Linked DNA regions of Bos taurus: region 1 is linked to region 2. The links are chromatin contacts, called in public Hi-C maps. All regions are on one chromosome and are shown on one strand. The core of a region is the stretch at or near the end of the contact, and the rest is flanking DNA. Distances in the headings are between cores, read along the strand shown.

Evidence for each region. A called contact is a pair of places that touch in the nucleus more often than the background predicts.
Region 1: a Hi-C map of an unstated tissue shows a contact between it and region 2, with 4 times the contacts expected there. The contact joins the enhancer-like site here to the promoter of CHSY1 in region 2. A contact is called at or near these places in 4 of 11 Hi-C or Micro-C datasets (liver, skeletal muscle and an unstated tissue).

What each region holds. Positions count from the first base shown.
Region 1 is chr21:5,457,931-5,461,974 of ARS-UCD2.0, forward strand. No RefSeq gene overlaps it. Among named protein-coding and RNA genes, the nearest start is that of MIR2362, 45 kb to the right of the region's middle. Within about 2 kb of position 1,806, at least 5 of the 102 cell types and tissues checked have an H3K27ac peak or open chromatin away from gene starts, as enhancers often do.
Region 2 is chr21:5,283,472-5,287,056 of ARS-UCD2.0, forward strand. It overlaps CHSY1 (chondroitin sulfate synthase 1), which reads left to right and starts at 1,993. Exons shown (of 3, transcript NM_001191157.1): 1 at 1,993-2,315. The coding sequence starts at 1,993.

The DNA of each region.
Region 1 (4,044 bases), core at 556-3,055, 170 kb after region 2:
GCACAGGGCATCTCTGAGAACCCGAGATGCTCTCATCTGCCTGTTGACACCATGGTGGAACTTTAGAAATCAGGGTTGTTTGCAGAGAGTGGGAATATCTAGTTACCCTATGATAAACCTAAACACCATGTGTGAGAAGGAGGTAGGCATGACCCCAAAGACATCTGAGATGGGCTTGGGGAGGTCATCATAGGGGGATGGGGTTGAGCCAAAATGGACGGTATATTTTGGAATTGAAGATGCTTACTCCTTGGAAGGAAAGTTATGACTAACCTAGATAGCATATTCAAAAGCAGAGACATTACTTTGCCAACAAAGGTCCGTGTAGTCAAGGCTATGGTTTTTCCAGTGGTCATGTATGGATGTGAGAGTTGGACTGTGAAGAAGGCTGAGCACCGAAGAATTGATGCTTTTGAACTGTGGTGTTGGATAAGACTCTTGAGAGTCCCTTGGACTGCAAGGAGATCCAACCAGTCCATTCTGAAGGAGATAAGCCCTGGGATTTCTTTGGAAGGAATGATGCTAAAGCTGAAACTCCAGTACTTTGGCCACCTCATGCGAAGAGTTGACTCATTGGAAAAGACTCTGATGCTGGGAGGGATTGGGGGCAAGAGGAGAAGGGGACGACAGAGGAAGAGATGGCTGGATGGCATCACCGACTCGATGGACGTGAGTCTGAGTGAACTCTGGGAGTTGGTGATGGACAGGGAGGCCTGGCGTGCTGTGGTTCATGGGGTCACAAAGAGTTGGACACGACTGAGTGACTGAACTGAACTGAACTGAACTGAGGCTGCATTCCAGGCAGACTCAAAAGGATCTTGAAAGTACAGGTGTCAGAGGCAAATGGCATGACCCAGAAGAATCCCCAGAAAGGCAGGATATGTTGAGAGAGGCCTCAGGTGCCACATTAGAGAGTTGGGCTTTTAGGCTACAGGTGAATGATGGCAGGAGAGATTGGATCTCTCTGTCGTTCAGACCCAGGAAATGACCAACGTGCAACCCAAAGGGTTATGGGAGGCCTACAGATGCCTGGTTTTCATCAATGGGTCATCTCCTTCAGCATCCTGTGGGGCGATCCAGGCCCAGGGCTGGATGCACTCCGCAGCACCCAGGGTTTCTACTGGGGCCTTGGAGCAGTCGTTGCTGAGCCTGGAGCCTGCCCTCACAGCTCTGGATGGTCCCAAGCTATTCCTGCCGGCACTGGGTTTGTTCAGAGATCTCAGCCAGGACTGAAGACAAGCAGTTACCAAATATGTGTTCCTGGGGCCATAGCACCTGATTAGCTTGGGCCGCATGACAATGGATCTTTGGCTTTTGTTCCAGGGACCTGACAACTGGTTGAGGAGGAGACAGCTCCTCAAAGTCTGTGCTGAAAGCTGCTTTAGGAATCACACACAGAGCAGTTTAGAGGGGAGAATTCTCTAGGTACCACTTGGTATAGATGAGGCCTTTGAACATTAGGCTTAACTTTTAAAGACATTTAGTGATGCAGCAATGACTATTTTTGTTACAGAGTCCTGGTTAGAAAGAAAGAAGAAATGAAAGGAGGAAGGGAGGGAAAGAGGGAAAGGAGAAAAAAAGAGAAGAAAGAAAGGGAGAGAGACACACAAAGAGAGAGACAGAGGAGGCGGGGAGGCCGGGAGGCAGGGAGGGGAGGGAAGGGAGGAAGGAAGGAAGAGCAAGTTCAAAACTCTCTCCAAGGCTCCTTGGGTGCTGGTATGTTATCACTGTGATCTCCAACTTGCTTCTTTTCTGCACATAGCTGAACTCTTCTTGCTGTTTATGAAGCAATGGGTCCTGTGCTGTTACCACCAATACCGTTTTCTGGAACTAAGGCAGCTAGTGCCTTGACTCCTGACTTCCTCAGGATGAAAGCACTGCAACAGTTTCTGCAAATTGCATAAGCAGTGTCACAATGTGTCATGAAAACAATGAGTGACTCAAATATTTTTGTCATTGTCATAATGACAGCTGTTCAGTAAACATCACAAGAAGGAGGAAAAAAAATCAGAATAGCAGCATTCCCACACCACTGCTTCCATTTTTCTGGGTTTCCATATTGTGCTTTTCTTCTTTGTGATCTCAAATTGATCAAGTTCAGTATGTCCTGTTGCTAGACATTTGCATGGTTTCTAGTTGTGCCTGGCATAGATAACACTCCAGTGAACATCTCCATGTATGTGACTTTTAAAAACATTTTGGACTATTTCCTTATGATGAGCTTCTTAAGTTGGAATCACTGGGTAAATCTGAAGAGGCATTTTCAGGGATTCTTAAGCACAATTCCAAGTGGCCTCTACCCAGCATACAGCCCTGATGACTGTCTTCTTCCTACAATGTTTTTAAATTGAAGAATCACATCCCAAACTTGATTCACACAACGCTGGTGCAGATGCTCTGGGGAGGTACTCTGGAGTCCAGCAGGCTCTGGGGTGACCCAACCATAAAGTAGTCTGTGCCACCACCTTGGCGTATGGGGATGATGGGCTAGCTTCACTCTGATGATCCCCAGGCATTTCAAACACAATTTGCCCCAGAGTGAACATCTCCCCACCAGAGTCTGCTCGGACTCCAATAGTTGTAGCATCCAACCTGGAAGTTAAAGCTTCTCCATCACCCCATCAACTCCCCAACACACATGCACCTAAATCCCTCACCAAGACTTTGTAAACATCTTCTACTTCCTTAGATGCATTGTATTGTATGTGTGTTTTACCTCAATAATTTTAAAAGGCAATTAAAAAGAATCCACTCTGAATCCACTCCTCTTTTCAGCTCCAGCCAGCAGTTTGGTTCAGACCTTGGTCTAGAAGGCTCCAGCACCTGGCCTCCTGCCTCGAGCCAGACCACCACTTCAGAGTCATCTGGGAGCTTTTCAACAGGCACACTCCCGCATCACTCTGGGTCTGGGAGCCGGGCCTGGGGACATTATTTCTGACATTTCACTCTCCAGTAACAACAGAGCTTGAAATCCCCACCCACCCTGACACACACACACACACACACACCCCACGTGCGTGTGCAGCATGCTGTCAATCAGCCGGACCTCTGGGCCTTCCTCTGCCCAGACTGCGCCCCTGCCAGGCCCTTCTCTCTGCCCCCTCATTCATTCCCCCGGGGAGGACACTATCTTTTCTCAGCTCATGTGGGTTCTTGATGGAGCGGCTCCATTCCCAGTACTCACTCACCAAGCTCTTTGGTGGAGCAGGTGGGAAAGAAGCATTGTGCGTAACAGGGAAACCCCAAGACAGGATGTAAAATGTAGGCAGGATAGCTTACCACACTCATTGTGTGTGTGTGTGTGTGTGTGTGTGTGTGTGTGTGTGCATGGGGAGAGAGAGAGAGAAAGGAGAAAAGGGATCAAGTTTTCAGAACAAATAAACAGCATCCTTATCTGAAAAAGTATTTTTTTCTGATTTATAAAGAAAGCTGAGTGACAAAGAATTGATGCTTTTGAACTGTGGTGTTGGAGAAGACTCTTGAGAATCCCTTGCACTGCAAGGAGATCCAACCAGTCCATTCTAAAGGAGATCAGTCCCAAATATTCATTGGAAGGACTGATGCTGAAGGTGAAACTCCAATACTTTGGCCACCTGATGCAAAGAGCTGACTCATTTGAAAAGACCACAAGACCACGATGCTGGGAAAGACTGAAGGTGGGAGGAGAAGGGGACGACAGAGGATGAGGTGGTTGGATGGCATCACCAACTCAATGGACAAACTCCGGGAGTTGGTGATGGACAGGGAGTCCTGGTGTGCTGCAGTCCATGGGGTCGCAGAGAGTCGGACACGACTGAACTGAACTGTTGAAAAGTCTCATAAGGGCACAAAATTAAGTGTGGTTGGTTATTCAGTCAACAAAACCACACACAGAATAACATGACATGAAAAATATTGGAAATATTGCAAGGACTACATGGGATATTTGAAAGTTTGAAGTGGGAAACTTACTCCTAGCCCTTATTGCTAGACAGGTTAAAATTCTCTTTTCTTCAGAATTAGAGCAGGGGTCATGGGGACACTGCTGGATTCCATGACAGCTCA
Region 2 (3,585 bases), core at 743-3,242:
GAAATCATTATGTCAAAAAATTGAACATCTGTACCTAGCTAGATTTGTGCTTTATGGACATCATTGTGAATTATGAGGCTGTTGCTGAATTTGGGGGAACTTGGCATTTGTGGCTTATGGTCTTACTGGAAACCCCTTTGGCTGATTTTTGAGTCTGTAATTCATGGTTATGAGTTCTGCATTTTTTTCTCAAGACCACTGTTGGAATCCTGTGTTCACTGTATAATGAGTATTTTATTTTTAGATGTGGATCACCTACCCGGGGAGCCTGTGGGAAGGTGGGTAACGAACTATATCTGGCACAATTCACAAGTGCCAGAGAAAGTGCTGATATCCAAAGAGTACGAAGAGTGACCACTATTTAACTGCAGAGATGATCTCTCTCCTGTAAGATGGCACTTTAAATTGTGTATATTTCATCATTTGGTCATCTCAGCAATGAACAAAGATCCAAGGTTTACCCAAGCATGCTTATTTTCTGTCCCTAATTCTCGGGTTCATTTGTTTAAATGACGGGAACCTGTCAGGCCGAGGGAATTACTGTGCTGTCTGGGAGTTTCATTTAAAAAAAAACTCCAACACACTGGCGACTAAATAATAATACTGTTTACACAAATATTTGTTGTGTGGTCATTTCATCAGCTTTTGTTACCTTAGCTGTTTTAAGAAGTGCATAAAATTCAAAATCCATCATAGAGAAGCCAATTATCAAAAGCTGTCTTTAGAAATCCACGGCACTTTTACGGATAGATCATGTTAAAAAAAAAAAAAAACAAAAAAACAAAGACTCAGGTTAGAGATACTAACTGATGAGTTTCTACATAGAATATAAAAAAAAAGCGTATTAACACCATCTACCATTTCTTCAACATCCTTTAAATGCTGCTAGTGTTAGAAGGTTGGACACTGAGTATAGCTTTCTTTTTCTTTCTTTTTTTAGCTTAGAAACTAGTAGCAGAGAACAAGGTAGCTGAATTCACGGTTCATTCTGCAGTCATGCACGTTTCAAACGGCTCCTGAGCTGTTTTTGCTACACATGCTCGCTCGTACCCACAGAGCTGCGGGAACAAAGATACAGTGTGAATCGGGAGGACGCAAGGAAGGTGGCCGGAGAGGTCCGCCCGGCTGGAGGGCTGGGCATGGGGAGGCGAGTGTGTCTGAGGACAGTGTGTGCAGGAGGAACGCGCGGTTCGTCCTCCACGAGTGCAGTGTTCGAGGACCAAGAAGCCCCTTCTTAGAAATCCCTGATAAGATCCACGCTGGCGCAGCGTCTCGCGGCAGCCGGAGGCCGGGCGGGACGGCCTCGGGGCAGCGCCGCGCGCCGCGGCAGGGATGCCCGGCGCGGGCCGGCGGGGCGGGTAACGGGCGGCCGGGCGCCTTGCTCCCAGCCCCAGGCGGCGCCGAGCCCGACCCACGCCCCCTCCGCCCGGGGCCGCCGCAGACCGCGAGGGCGGGGCCCCGAGCTGGGCTTTCTTTTTTGGGCAAACTTTCGCCACGTGAACCGCCCCCCATTCACTGCTGCGCCAATCGCGCGGCGCGGACGGATCCCGAGCGGGGCCACAGCGCACCGCCCCCTGCGCGCCGTGCGTGACGTGCGGCGATGGCGCGCGGAGCCGGACGATGAGCAGCGGCCGCGCCGGCGCCGGCCACGGACATCAGCGCGCCGCGCGCAGCGCCAGCGGAGCCGAGCGCCCGGGGGGCGCCGCGCGGGGAGCCGAGCCGGCCGGGGGGCGCGGGGCGCGGGGCGCGGCCGGGGGGCCGCGGCCGGCGCGCGCCGAGCATGCTGCGCCCCTGAAGGCGGGGGCGCGCGAGCGGGACCGAGCGCCGGCGCGGGGCCTGCGGACGGCCCGCGCTCCGCGATGGGCACGGCGGGCCCGCCGCAGCCGCGGCGCTGCCCGGGCGGGGCCGCGTAGGGCGGGCTGGCCTCGGCGGGCGGGCTGAGGGCGCGCGGAGCGGCGGCGGCGGCGGCCCGGCGGGCGGAGCGGCGCGGGCATGGCCGTGCGCGGCCGGCGCGCCTGGCTCAGCGTGCTGCTCGGGCTCGTGCTGGGTTTCGTGCTGGCCTCGCGGCTCGTGCTGCCCCGCGCCTCCGAGTTGAAGCGGGCGGGCCCGCGGCGCCGCGCCAGCCCCGAGGCTTGCCGGCCCGGGCAGGCGGCCGCGGTGCCCCTGGCCGGCGGGGCGCGCGGGGATGCGCGCGGGCAGCGGCTCTGGCCCCATGGCGAGGCCCAGGATGGCGTCCCGCGCGACAGGAACTTTCTCTTCGTGGGAGTCATGACTGCACAGAAGTACCTGCAGACCCGCGCGGTGGCGGCCTTCAGGTGAGTCCCCGCTCCCGGGCGGCGTCCAGCATCCGAGCGCGCTGCCCCGCGGCCCGCCTGCGGCGCGCGTCTTTGCCTGCTTCCCAGACCCGGTGCTCGCTGGGCTTCCGTGGGGCCGCTGTGCCCCGCGGGGCGTGCCGGGCGTTGGCAGCGGGCTCAGGGGCGGTATAGCGAGCGCAACGCTCAAAAGCAGGGGCTTTGGGGTCCAGTGGACCAGCTTGGCCCCTCTGGGTGTAGTCTTCACGCGGACTTTCTGCTCCGCGCTTCATCTTTTCTTGTCCAAGTCCTTTCTTTTGTTGAAAAAGCACGACTGAACATTTCCAAACACCCATAAGAGTGTTTGGAAAACTCAGCACAATACTGGTGATAGTGGTGGCAGCGGGGTTATTATTCGAGTCTTTGAAAGCTGCACTTTTGGCCTTGCAGAACTAGAGCCTGTGTAAGTTAATTTGGTTAGAGGCCTTCCACTTGCAGTTTTCACTGCTGGAACCATTCTGGTAAATGGAAGGGGTACACGCTGCACACTCAACCCCACCAGACTGGAAAGAGAACCTTTGGGAAAAGCAGTTCTTGGCTCATGGTAGATTTGTTAACTAGCCCAATTTAGTGACGTGTGTGTTATCCGGTATCTGGGTCCTAGTTGGCCATATGAGTCAGAAAAGTGGCTGGAATCATGTTCAGGATTAACAAAGGGATTAGCCAAAGTAATCTTTAGAAGAGTGAAAGAGAGATGATATTGGAATGAATTTGAGGTAGAAGAAGGATGTATTAATAGATTCAGTAAAGAGATTTAATGGAAACCTTATATGTGTGAAGTACAGAAATGCTTACTCTACAGATAAGATTTGGTATTCATCCAACCACAGAGCAAACCAACCTGAGAGGTCTGCTGGGAATGGACTCTTAGAGCAGTCATTACTGAGCGAGGCCAAGCTGGTTGTTGTTGGTTCTTAATTTATAACCATCACCTTTATAACTTCAGCTTTTAACTGTAGTCCTGGACTAAATTTTCAGGCATTAGATGTTGTGAGGAGAAAAGCATATTTGGGTCTCTGTTGCTCTAGAGGAGGAGGTAAAGGGTTGAGAAGGAAGGTAGAGAGCAGGAGAGAATGTCTGCCTTTTCAGTGCATTGATTCCCCATTCCTGTGTATTTCCACTGGATCTTGTTTAAGTCCATGACCTAGGTTCTGCCAGAAGGAGACTGAGTGCCTGAAAAGGTTAGAAAAGGTAGCATAAATTTGACTAAGATCATGACTTGGGAACAAACATG